3 separate regions of the Sus scrofa genome follow, and regions 2 and 3 are each linked to region 1. A link is a contact called in public Hi-C data. All regions are on one chromosome and are shown on one strand. Each heading gives the region's core, a stretch centred on a gene start, on an enhancer-like site or on the middle of the called end of the contact. The rest is flanking DNA. Distances are from core to core; before and after follow the strand shown. Region 1 overlaps UNC80 (protein unc-80 homolog). Region 2 overlaps ACADL (acyl-CoA dehydrogenase, long chain). Region 3 holds the start of ACADL (acyl-CoA dehydrogenase, long chain).

Region 1 (4,178 bases), core at 846-3,345:
GTATCCATGAAGATGTGGGTTTGATCGCTGGCCCTGCTCATTGGGTTGAGAGTCCAGCATTGCCATGAGCTGTGATGTAGGTCACAGATGTGGCTCAGATTTGTTGTTACTGTGGCTGTAGTGTAGGCCAGCAGCTGAAGCTCCAATGTGACCCCTAGCCTGGGAACTTTCATATGCCACAGGTGCAGTCCTAAAAAGAAAAAAAATATGTGTATTTAACATAGTATTTTTAAGTACCAGTTTTAGAGAAATGCCAAGCTTTACAATAATCAGCGAAGCAGCACCTAAAGAAATCTCTGGACTAATAATAAATACCTAATTTTCACCTTTTTGCCTAATGCAGGTGGTACTAAATAAATGTTATTACCACTTAATCTCCATTCAGTGGCCTCACATATCTGCTGGTAGCCTTTCCATGAGCAGATGCCTCTGAACCAGTCTACCTGGAGAGCTGAGCCCAGTTTAGAGACCTATAGCCACAGTGAGCAGATAATTCAACTCATAAATGCTAATAAACCCACTGACTTGGAAATGTCATGTTTGGGTTAGTGAGGGCATATCGTCCTATTAAACTAAACCCCAAAATCAATGAAATTCTTGCCCAAGAATTTGTAGCAATTATTGTTCAATTTGTCAGAACGTTTCCAGGCTTTATCCTGTGACCTTCTTCATTTATGCAGCATCAGGAGCTGTTGAATTTGTAAAAAAAGAAATTGAAAGATTTCATTCTAATAATTGATGGTTTGATCTTATGTTCTTTTATACCATGATGACAAATGCCTATACATTATTTCAAGATTATTTACTTCAATAACATGGAAATACCTGTCCTTAAAGCACTCCTATTTTCTTTAGCAGTCTCACATTTGCACCCATTGGCAAATGGCCAGAGTCTCATAAACCTTAAGAGGGTATATGAAAGTAACTTTGCTTCTAAAGATGTAAGGCATCTCCATGGGCTGACTCATTTGTCGTATAACCAAGCCCAGTATCAAGAACAGCATGCTTCTAAAAGTAGACTTCTGGATTAATGCATAGACTTGTAGGCAATTTTCTTGGGATGCATGCTGTGAATTGGAGTTGTCTTGAGTTTAATTTCTTCAGGCAATCTCAATTCAACCAGAGAAATGTTGACTAAACCTGACCTCTGCATTACTTGGCCTCAGGGATGTCAGTATATCCTCATTTATGAACATTTCCATTTTGTCCTTGTAGAGATTTCAATTTGGTAAGCAATATAAGCTTAGACATTATTTCCAGAATAATATTTGCTAATAACATCAATCTCGGTAAAGCCCAACACGTTTATTTTGGGGACCCCAGAAAGGACTCTTTCAGTATCAAGCCCATTACAGAGTAGGTTGTCTTCTATGCCAGAAAATCCTGGAACATACCACCATTTATACTACCTTAAAAAGTAACCCCAAAATATCATTTTTCAGGAGGCCAAGAAAGACAATTTTTTAAGTAGAGCATTGTCCTCTAATATCATCTTTTCAGCAAGAGTTAAGCCATAAATATCTAATAGTCTGTTGTAAAAGCTGATGAGGTCAACTATAGTCTGATAAAAAGACGTCAGAAACACAGCCTATAGTCAGATTAGTTCTACTGGAGTACTGACTCCCGGGATGGGTTTTCGGAAATGGTCTCACACCCTCTCTCGAAGTTAAAACTAGGAAACTTGAAATGCCACCCATTCATCATCTCTGTTTTTTTCTTCAATAGATTTTGTCTCATTAGTCATGTGGGGCAGGAGTGCCTCTGCTGCGTTTTCAGTATCCTCTTCCCTTCCCACTGTGCTCTGTACTTTTGGAACAACCTGGGTAAACTTCGTCCCCTGTTGAAGCACTTTGTTGTCTCAGACACCGTTCCTGTCTTAGATGGCGTCAGAATCACTGTCTCATTCGCTCATTTCAGACAGTCTCCAGAAAGGAGCCACGCTGCTAATGGCTCCTATATTATATTCCAGGCGACAGGTTGAGTGGGAGCCTGCCAGCAATTTGATTGAAGGGGTTTGTTTGACACTTCAGAGGCAGCCAATCATATCCTTCCTCCCTCACCTTAGGTCACTGATCAATGTCTGTGTCAATCTGGTGAGTAGCCAAGTGGCAATCTTATGAAACTTTGCAAAATTTAACTCTGCTATTGACTTCTCTGAACTGAAGATTTACAGGTCAATCTACCTACCTACATACCTACCCATGAAAACAGACGGCTCAGGTGACACTGAAAATAGTGAGGTGCATTTCAAGGTGGTGCATGGGGAGATCCAGGGACCCATCCCTACACAAGTGGGATTTTGGTGTGCTGCTTCCCACGCACTACTTTGACAGTTGACCTCTTCAAGTTGCGCTGAGAGTTGAGGGCTGCCAGTTGGAGAGTGGGGTGGGAGACTGCACAATTGGCTAGACATTGAGGTAGTCTGGGGTGGGGGAGTTTAAAATACAAAGAGTATTTTTTTTTTCTTTTTAGAACAAAATGATGCTATGAGTTGGCCAGTCTAGGATTTATCTGAAAAAAAAATTTTTTTTAATCATTTATGTAATATCTAGAGTCTGGTCCTGACAAGGTTTTGTACAATGTGGAAACCATGATAGAGCATTTCATGGAATAGAATCTGCTGCTTAGCTAGTTAAGCAATCAATCTGCAGCTGGAATGCCTAGTGCAAATAGAGCTCTTGCCATCATCATTGTTGTCCAGTATTTGCTCCATCAAAGAATGTTGACTGCATTCCTTTGAGTCCATGAGTAAGTATGTCCAGTCTCCTGATTAGAATAATTTTTGCTTCATCTCTCATTTCTTACATAGTTAGTTATAAACAACATTCTACAAAACCTTGGCTGAATCCTGTGTAATTGTTCCATCTGACTCTAGACATTACATGCCTTCAGAAGAAGGCGACACGAACAGATTGAAAGTAACATGCCCAACCTTCAAATTATTCATATTATCCTTTTCATCATCATTATTATTATTGACTCAGACTCCCTTACTATGGTTGCATGACAATGCAATAGTCAAGGCTGGTCATGTGCTCTGTTTGTATTTCAGGTGATGGGAGTAGTAGGACCCTCCAGTGTTGCTGATGGATTACCCCTTCTTCATCTCAGCCCTTATCTCTCACCACCTCTGCCCTTCAGCACAGCTGTTGTCCGGCTTGTAGCATTGCAGATACAGGTGTGACTGCCTTACCTGTTTGTCACGCTCTTTAAGTTGCTGGTTGAGGCACCAGATCATGGTGTTCTCGTTGTTTTTCTGCAAAGGCTGGGCAAAATCTGTGAAACAATAGTGTAAACATCTCCAAACTTCTACAGGTTTGGAGCATCAGCCCTGAGCTTGGTCCTAAAGTTGTGCTTCTGTAATTCTTCTTGAGATCTCAAAAATAGCAGAGTCGTTTAGTCCTGCCACAAATTCAGAAACTGCTTCAGTCGTTTAAAATGGAAAATAATGGTTCACAGATAATCAGCTCACAATTGTTAATTAAAAGAGGCCGTAATATTCAAAGTCTGGTTTTAAATTACGTGAGGAAAGAATTGCAACAAAAAATTCTTTCAAATGTTATTACTAGACTCTGAATATCTTAATTTTCTTTAACGATTGTGGGTTGAATATTGCGGGTGCTTTTTTTAGATCATTTTTCTCCCACTTCTTTTATTTCCTAAGATTAAAACAATCATTCCCAAGGCAAAAAAAAAAAAAAAAAAAGAATAGAATGCCTATTTCTGTGTATCACCGAAGTGGTAAATCACCAGAAAGCTCTTTGACCAATGGGAAGTATACAATTGCTGTAAATGGATAAGTGACCCATTCATTATCTGACAAGCTTGATGGTCCATTATCCAGAGAATAGGTAGATGATGGAAAAGAGATTAAGCAAGCTGTGGCTACCATGCAGAAGGGAAACAATGACATCCCTAAAGTGATACATTTTAACAATATGTGTATTAGGATCATTTATTTCTTTCTATACTGTCTGTTGTTTTCTGGCTTGAAGAAGGCCTCATACAGGGGTCAGAGGACTTCTAATAAATCCAGATGGAGCCAAGTGGCTAGTTCTCCTTTTTTTTTCTTTGGTCGCTAAAATATTCATTGCTGGACACATGGAGAAAATGGGAAATGCGGTTATTTTTGTGCCAGACTATAAGTATTGTAATTTTTCATTTCATATTCAAGATGT
Region 2 (4,317 bases), core at 786-3,285, 260 kb after region 1:
TGGGTTAAGAGTGTAGGTTCCAGAGTTAGAACACTTTTGTCATCTTGGGCATGTTACTTAACCTCTTCATGCCTCAATATCCTTATCTGAAAAGAAGGATAAATATAATATTTATTACATGGAGTTGTGAAGGAAAAAAAGAGGTAATCCATTTAGCACAGCATTATTTAATATCCGAATTTTACTGTCATATTGTACAATCCATAGAAAATCGTAAGACTTGATATCAACTATGGAGCATATGGATGAGATGAAATGAAAAATCCTGTAACTACTACAACTTAAGTATGGTAGGTCTCCATTCTACAAAGAAAATAAATTTTGTGAAATGTATCCAAGTGGTCAGAAAGCCTCAAAATGTTCAAAATTCAAGAATAACAAAGAGAAAGGAAATGAGGCAGTTATATGGTCATAAAAATGATGTTTAGCCAAGTATAATACAACTTTTAAAAGTCTTATATTTTAATTTAATTTGATTTTTTTAGGGCCACACCCACAGCATATGGAAGTTCCCAGCCTAGGGGTCAAATTGGAGCTACAGCTGCCCACCTATGCCACGGCCACATCAACCCAGGATCTGAGCTGCATCGGCAACCTACACCACAGGTCAGGGAAATGCCGGATCCTTAACCCACTGAGCGAGGCCAGGAATTGAACCCACATCCTCAGGGATATTAGTCAGGTTCTTAACCCGCTGAGCCACAATGGGAACCCATTCTATTTCAATGTAATACTGAAACCGTTGTACACCCAGCTCTAGAATAGAAGGTGCAAGCATGTACTGGTCACTCATCTTCTCCGAATACACATCTAGACTGATGTGAAAATATTATTCAGAGATACTTATTCATATAAAACAAGATTAGAATACCTCAGAAATCTCAGAACTACACTTTTACTTAGAATACTGCTCCTACCAATACTATACACGCTTGTGGAAGCAGAGTGCTACTGCCACCTAGTGAATTTAAAGTAAACTACTTTTGAAAGAAGGCAACGATAAAATACTTGTTTTGAAAAGGAAGGATTAAAAAGATTTTTTTTTTTTTTTTGCTTTCAAAATACATACATACATATATTGTTAAATAAATAAATATTTTAGAAGAAACTTTTTTTCCTATGGGAAAATAGTATACCAATTTCCTATTTTCTTCATGGTTAAATGTCAAATCACATTTAAACTTCTGAAGGGTTTTGTTTTTGTTTTAGTCTTTTTAGGGTGGCACCTGCGGCATATGGAAGTTCCCAGGTCAGGGGTCTAATTGGAGTTGCATCTGCTGGCCTACACCACAGCTCACAGCAACACTGCATCCTTAACCCACTGAGAGGCCAAGGATCCAACCCACATCTTATGGATACTAGTCAGGTTCATTACCACTGAGCCACAGCAGGAACTCCCCCCACCCCTTTTTTTGTCTTTAAAGTTCTAAACTTTAAAGCCAAACTGGGTAATAGCGTAGTCATCTTTGTATAATTTAATATGAAGTTCATAAACATAGGAGGTGTAGATTTCCAAGGGGACCGAAAATGTGTCTATTTGGTTCGCTTTTTATAGTTGCCAGGGTAGGGGTAAGGCCATGTGCATTTTAATAAACTTTTTTTTTTTTATTTTTTAGCCATTTTTAGCATATGGAGTTCCTGGGCCAGGGGTCAGATCCAAGCCACAGTTGCGACCTACGCCAGAGCTGTGGCAACGAAGGGCCAAGGATCCAACTTGCATCCCAGTGCTCCCAAGACACTGCTGGTCCTCTTGCACCTTAACATTTTTGATGTGAAAGTGTTGGTGGTTAGATTTGAGAAGCAAAGCATACTAATTACAATTTGGCTATGGTTGGGAAAGTCACAGAGTGTATCAAGTGGTATAACTTTCTTCACGTTGCTAGGAACCTACAGTGTGTAGCTCCAGAGTCATACCTACCAAATTACATTTGAGTACACAACCTTTCTAGAGGGCAAACAATACATATTTGCTCAGTGAAACAAATCATGTCAGTCAGTCTTTCTCCAAGGGAGACTATCGACCTTTGGAGTAAGGCAATGAGTTGTTATTCAAAGCTGTCTCTGAACACAGGGCATTCACGACACTGGCCTCCAGGGCACTGAATACCTCTTCCCATCCCAGTCGCTTTGTACCCTACTCCCTGACCTTTCTAAATGGATGGGGGAAGAAGGCAGTCATTGAAAACTAGGAATATGTAGACATCAGTGATACATAAATGAAAGGAAAACATCCTTGTTTCCCTCTCTTAAGGAAAGCACAATTTAGGCTCATCAAGTCACACTGTTTTTAAACATGTTTCTTTGATTAAGTGTGTGCCTCATTTTTATAGATTCAGAACAACTGTTTTTAGATCTGCTAAATTAGTAAGAAAGTTACGATGGAAAGTTTTTTTTTTCAGAATGGAAAAAGTTGGAGTTCCCATTGTGGTGCAGCAGAAACCAATCCAACTAGGAACCATGAGGTTGCAGGTTCGATCCTGGGCCTTGTTCAGTGGGTTAAGGATCTGGCGTTGCCATGAGCTGTGGCAGAGGTCACAGACTCAGATCTTGCATTGATGTGGCTGTGGTATAGGCCAGCATCTGTAGTTCTGATTCAACCTCTAGCCTGGGAACCTCCATATGTGCTGGGAGTGTGGCCCTAAAAAGTAAAAAAAAAAAAAAAAAAAAGAATGGAGAAAGTTAACTTGATGAACATATAGATAGGTAGTAAATACTTCCCAAAATGACATAGAGTTTAAGTTCAGATCAGGCTGAGTGAGAGAAGAAGCTGATAAAAAAAAAAAAAAGAAAGAAAGAAAGAAAAAAAAGACTCCCTTTACTGGAACAAAATGGAGTCTTTTTTATATTATATAAGGGAATAATAATAAAGTTAACTCTTGAACAATGTGGGGTTTGGAGGTGCTGCCACCTGTACAGTTCAAAAACTGGAGTATAGGATTTCCCTGGTGGCACAGTGGGGAAGGATCTGCTGTGGTCACTGCTGTGGCTCAGGCTGCAGCTGTGGTACAGTTTCAGTCCCTGACCTGGAAATTTCTGTATGGCCGGGCACAGCCAAAAAAACCAAATTAGGTTATAACTTTTGACTTCCCCAAAACTTAATTACTAATAGCCTACTGTTGATCAGAAGCCTTTCCAATAACATAAGTGGTTGATTATTATTATATACCATAAGTATTTACAATAAAGTAAGCTAAAGAAAATAAATTTTTTTTTTTTTTGCTTTTTTCGTTTTGTCTTTTTAGGGCCATACCCGTGACATATGGAGGTTCCCAGGCTAGGGGTCTAATCAGAGCTGTAGCCGCCAGCCTACGCCAGAGCCACAGCAATGCCAGATCCAAGCTAAGTCTGTGACCTACACACCACAGCTCACGGCATCACCAGATCCTTAACCCACTGAATGAGGCTAGGGATCAAACCCGCAACATCATGGTTCCTAGTTGGATTCGTTAACCACTGAGCCACGACGGGAACTCCAAAAATGGAAGATGTTAATGAAGCATTTTTCATTCCAGAAAGAAGGACCACCAGAACCAGTCCTGGGACCACTGAACACCAGCTTTGAAAAACAATGCAAGCTTGCACCTACCCTGATCCTTATCTGTGGCCCTACCTTCTACTCTCCAAAGTAAAAAACCACCTCCTGTTCTCTACCAAGGGAGGCACCGTCTTTAGGGCATCAGGCTGCTGTGACCCTTCTTTGCCTGGCACAGCAATAAAGCTATTTTTTCTCCTTCACCCACAACTCTGAGTTTCTATTCAGCACAGGTGGACAGAGGCTGAGTTTCAGTAACACTTGCCATTTACTCCTCTAGTCACTCTGGTCTGGCACCATACCAGCCCATCAATGGCTCTTACAAAATAGCCTACATATCATTATGCCCAGTGGGCACTCCTTGACCTTCATCTTATTTTCCTTCTAAGTAGCTCCCATCTATGTGAAATCCTCTTTTCTCCTGGCTTCTGCAAAAATACTTGCATAGTTTGCTTTCTCCCTTCTAGCTGTTCATTCTTAGTTATCCTCGGAGTCTCTTCCTTTCCCATTCTACCTTAAAATCTTCTCATTTCTCCTGCAGGAAGACTCCGATCTAGGATTTCTTTTGTCTTACTCTCTACTCTCTCCCTCACTGATCTCATCCACTTCCATGGATTCTAATGTCCCTGTGGATAAAAAAAAAATGTCACCTGCCATATTGGTAAACAAAGGATATTGTGGCCATCAAGCCAGCAGCCACTGCAGCCACTCCCAACTGTGCACCTCAAGGTGGTTCAGGATAGAGAAAAGCAGGATACTGTTAAGGTGCATATATCAAAGGAACT
Region 3 (3,969 bases), core at 1,265-3,764, 280 kb after region 1:
AAATTTTTGAAAATCTGTGTACCACTCTGGACATTTTTAAGCTCACATCTAAAAAACCTTTTAACCATATATTCTAATATTGCCAAAGGATGTTTTGTTTCCCATGAAATTCTGTTTTGGGTTTCTCTCCTTCTTAGACCCTGACCCTATCCTACCCTATCCTTCCCTTCTCTTTCTCTTTCACTTCTTAGTTCAGAAAAGACCCAGTCTTATTGGCAATTAGGTTGTTTCAATCCCTCACCCCGAAAATGGATTATTTTGTTCAGTTTACACAACTTTGCTTAAAGCAATGAAGTGAATCTCACCCTCCCAACCCCCAACGCAATTCATGTGTTGAAGCTCAAACTCTCAGTGGGACGGTATGTGGAGACCGAGCTTTGAGGTGGTTAAGGATCTGGCATTGTCATTTCTGTGGCTCAGGGAGCAACTGTGGCACCGGTTTGGTTTCTGGCCTGGAAACTTCTGCATGCCGAAGGTGGGAACTAAAAACACAGGGGAACATGTTTTTTTTTTTTTGAAGTGTTCAAGAGAGAGTACAGCATAACGAAGAAAATCAAAACAAGTGAAAAGTTTATTGGAACATCCATTTTCCAAAGACCAAGGAACCTGTACTAAATAAATAGGCCCTTTTTCTCCCAATAAAAACCAAGAAATCTGTACTGACTTTATAAATTAGCCATTGTCTTCCTAAAGCATTAAACTGCTACTGATCTAACAGGTTAGACTCTATTATTATTATTTTAAGCCTACTTACATTATAAAAGGGAGCTTGACTCCACCAGCACCTTTAGGCAACACGTGGGAGCTGGTTATATATACACAATCTCAGGCCTCCTTCCAGGTCTATTGAATCCATCTGTGCCTCTAATGCTTGAAGGACACAGGTGTTAGGGACCTGTTGAACCTCAGCACAATCAAAACTCCTTGTATAACCTACAGTCCCCCATATATATATAATATATAGCCCTCCGTATTTGTGAGTTCCCCAGAGCACAGTTCTGCATCCTTGGATTCAACCCACTGTGAATTGTGTAGTACTGCAGAATTTACTACTGAAAAAAATTTACATAAGTGGACCCACAGAATTCAAATATGTGCTGTTCAAGGATCAACTTTATTTTAGTAGTAGCAGTCCTAAGTGATTCATATGTACATTAAAGTTTAAGAAGTCTGTTAAAATAAAACTGTACTCCTTGACCCATTCAGAGGGTCCCTCAGGTCCTTTTGCCAATATTCTTCCTATATTTAAACTACTTGTCACAACAGACAATGCAGAAGCAAATCTTAGAATCGGGCTGTTGCCTATTAAGCCAGACATTAAGGGATCTACAAAAGTGTAAAACAATGTCACTTTTCTTACTTTTTGGGGAAAAGTTATTTTTCCATAAAAATGTTATTTAACATATAATGAGTTACTTTACATGAACTAAATGTATTTCCAAGTGTTGTAGGTATGTATAATACTGATATCATCCACAGATAAAACCCACATAAATAAAAGATCTTTGAGGACCTCTAATTTTAAGAGCACAAAATATTCCTGATACCCAAAAGTCTCACCTTCACCGTCTTATGAAGTTCTGGGACTGAGCTTAGAAAAGTATGTGTGTCCCAACGTCCTCACTCCTCAGTGATGCCTTCCCAGCCTTCCTCCACAACAGGAGGAATTTTGTTTCCAAAGCATCTTAGAGTGCTGCAATGAACTAATCGAACCTTCCTGTCACTCTCATTAGAGAATCCCCAGTGCTTCCAATTTGTTTATCTAATGACAGGATTTTAGGTGTTATACGGTAGGGGACGCTTTTGATCTTATAAATATTACCATAATATCACCGACCCACTTAGGAACCCTATTACTTCCTCCGCATTTAATTAATTAAAAGATCTGTCAGATCTCCAGTTAATTCCCTTATGTGATGGAGCCGTTATCAGGTCTTTGCTGCTGTCCAGGAGTGTCTTCTCCAGGCGTCCCTGCAAAGGGTGGAGGCTGCGGGAGTCCCACTCCCAAGTTCACTATGGGGCGGTGCCTTCTGCCACAGTTCCAACTGGACCAAAGGTCGTGGTGCCCAAGAGGTGACTCCCCAACATCGCCTCTCAGAAACTCTTCAAAATACAGACTCCCGGTGTCCTCCGTAGACCATGAAACCAAACAGGCTGAACCCAGGCCAGAAAGGGTTGGCAATCCCCCCGCCCCCACACCCTTTCGACTCCCCAGGCGGTGAGGCTGCAGTGGCAGAGCTCCGCTCTCGCCGCAGGGGGTATGATCACTGTTCCGGAAGCCTCCCGGCAAAGCCCAGCTGCTTCTCCTACCCTCCTACGCCCCAAGGCTCAGTTCAAGCTCTGGGCGACTGGTTTCGAGCCCCAGGAATGGAGTGTGCGTGTCGCCGCGCGGCCCTGCAGCCTCCCTGCTGCACAGATAGAGCAGGGCGGGCACTAACCTCGAGGCCGTCGGTAGGCGCGGAGCACAGAGGCCGCCCCACAAGCGCAGAGATCCACGGAGGAGTCGTGTGGCCATGGCTGCGACAGCGAAAGGCAACTTGGGCGATGGCGCGTCTCCTCGGTGACTCCCTGTGTGCGGGGCGAGGCGCTGGGACAGCGGGATGTCCCTGGGGCCTTCCTCCTTGCAGTCACACCCCAAAAAACCTCGCACAGCCGCCCAAGTAAACGAGGCCGGCGTACCCTTCTAGACCAGAACGCCTTGGGCAGCGATCCTCAGCTACCCTGCGCGAGACTGCGGACGGTTTTTTGTGACACGCCCCTCTGCAGAAACTTACCAATGAAAAGATTCTAAAAGTAAAACTGTTAAGTTCCCTGCAGTGTTCTGTTTTATCTAAGCAGTTGTTTTCTTTGGCTTCCTGAACAGCTTTGAGAAACTCTGTAAGCCATGGAGGCTCAAAAATGGACCCACAAAGTCATAGTTACATAAAGTTTGTGTGTTTGTTTGTTTTTAACATTGGAAATTAGCTTACTTAACATATAAGACTATGCAAGCAGTGTTTTCTTTTCTTTCTTAACTATTTTATTTCTTTGCAGTGGCTGATGTGGGGATCTCAGCTCCCAGACCAGGTTGGGATGTCGATGCAGAAGCCTCCTCATGTAACACGTGTTAGCTGTTTCTTTGTTTTTTTTCTTTTTAGGGCTGCACTCCTGGCGTATGGAGGATCCCAGGCTAGGGGTCGAATTGGAGCGGTAGCTGCGGGCCTACAACACAGCAATGTTGGATCCAAGCTGCATTTGTGACCTACACCACAGCTCACGGCAATGCCGGGTCCTTAACCCGCTGAGCAAGGCCAGGTGTCCTCATGGATACTAGTGGGGTTCGTTAACCACTGAGCCATGACAGGGAGCCATGGCAGGGGCTGTGTTAGCTGTTTTTATTCTCCTCCACCCACGTACTCACAATCCTTTTCAGGTTATGGTGTTTTAAAAATGACATTTATAATCAATTAACAGAAAATTAATTTTTTCCCCTAATTCAAGGACTCTAATAATGGTATTTCAAATGAAGATCTGAAAAGATCAGGTAAATTCATTTAGCTGTCACTATGAATGAATGTCCTGGTGCTGATGCAGAACTATCTGGAGGAACTAGTTGGGGCAAGCAGGCCTTTGCTTTGCCTCAGATCAAATTGTGTGGGTGACTATGTTTCTAATCTCCAAGGAGCACAAGGATAGCACAAGTGTAGATAACAGAGGCAAGGTTTCTTTACTTGAAGACTTTAAGAATTACTATCAAAAGGTTAGTAGATGCAAACTATTGCATTTGGAGTGAATAAGCAATGAGATCCTGGATAATGTGAGAAAAAGAATGTATAATATATGTATGACTGGGCCACTTTGCTGTACAGCAGAAATTGACAGAACATTGTAAATCAGCTATAATATAAAAACAACTTCAAAAAAAAAAGACAGAGAAAAAAGAATTATTGCCAATATCCTTGGAAAGTAGAATAACATAAGAAAACCCAC

Evidence for each region. A called contact is a pair of places that touch in the nucleus more often than the background predicts.
Region 2: a contact with region 1 is called in a Hi-C map of liver, with 2.1 times the contacts expected there. The contact joins two enhancer-like sites. A contact is called at or near these places in 1 of 5 promoter capture datasets (liver), 23 of 47 Hi-C or Micro-C datasets (adipocytes, adipose tissue, alveolar macrophages and 16 more) and 2 of 2 datasets of contacts at active chromatin or transcription factors (alveolar macrophages and skeletal muscle).
Region 3: a Hi-C map of liver shows a contact between it and region 1, with 2.7 times the contacts expected there. The contact joins the promoter of ACADL here to the enhancer-like site in region 1. A contact is called at or near these places in 5 of 47 Hi-C or Micro-C datasets (adipose tissue, alveolar macrophages, liver and 2 more) and 1 of 2 datasets of contacts at active chromatin or transcription factors (alveolar macrophages).

The regions. Positions count from the first base shown.
Region 1 is chr15:112,684,071-112,688,248 of Sscrofa11.1, forward strand. It overlaps UNC80 (protein unc-80 homolog), which reads left to right. Exons shown (of 63, transcript XM_021075020.1): 52 at 1,970-2,093; 53 at 3,053-3,178. Among named protein-coding and RNA genes, the nearest start is that of RPE, 37 kb to the right of the region's middle. Within about 2 kb of position 2,096, at least 3 of the 83 cell types and tissues checked have an H3K27ac peak or open chromatin away from gene starts, as enhancers often do. A contact at or near this core is called in liver, where this site is marked.
Region 2 is chr15:112,947,631-112,951,947 of Sscrofa11.1, forward strand. All of the region lies in intron 8 of ACADL (acyl-CoA dehydrogenase, long chain), which reads right to left. Among named protein-coding and RNA genes, the nearest start is that of ACADL, 20 kb to the right of the region's middle. Within about 2 kb of position 2,036, at least 5 of the 83 cell types and tissues checked have an H3K27ac peak or open chromatin away from gene starts, as enhancers often do. A contact at or near this core is called in liver, where this site is marked.
Region 3 is chr15:112,966,867-112,970,835 of Sscrofa11.1, forward strand. ACADL (acyl-CoA dehydrogenase, long chain) reads right to left here and starts at 2,515. Exons shown (of 11, transcript NM_213897.1): 1 at 2,439-2,515. The coding sequence starts at 2,515.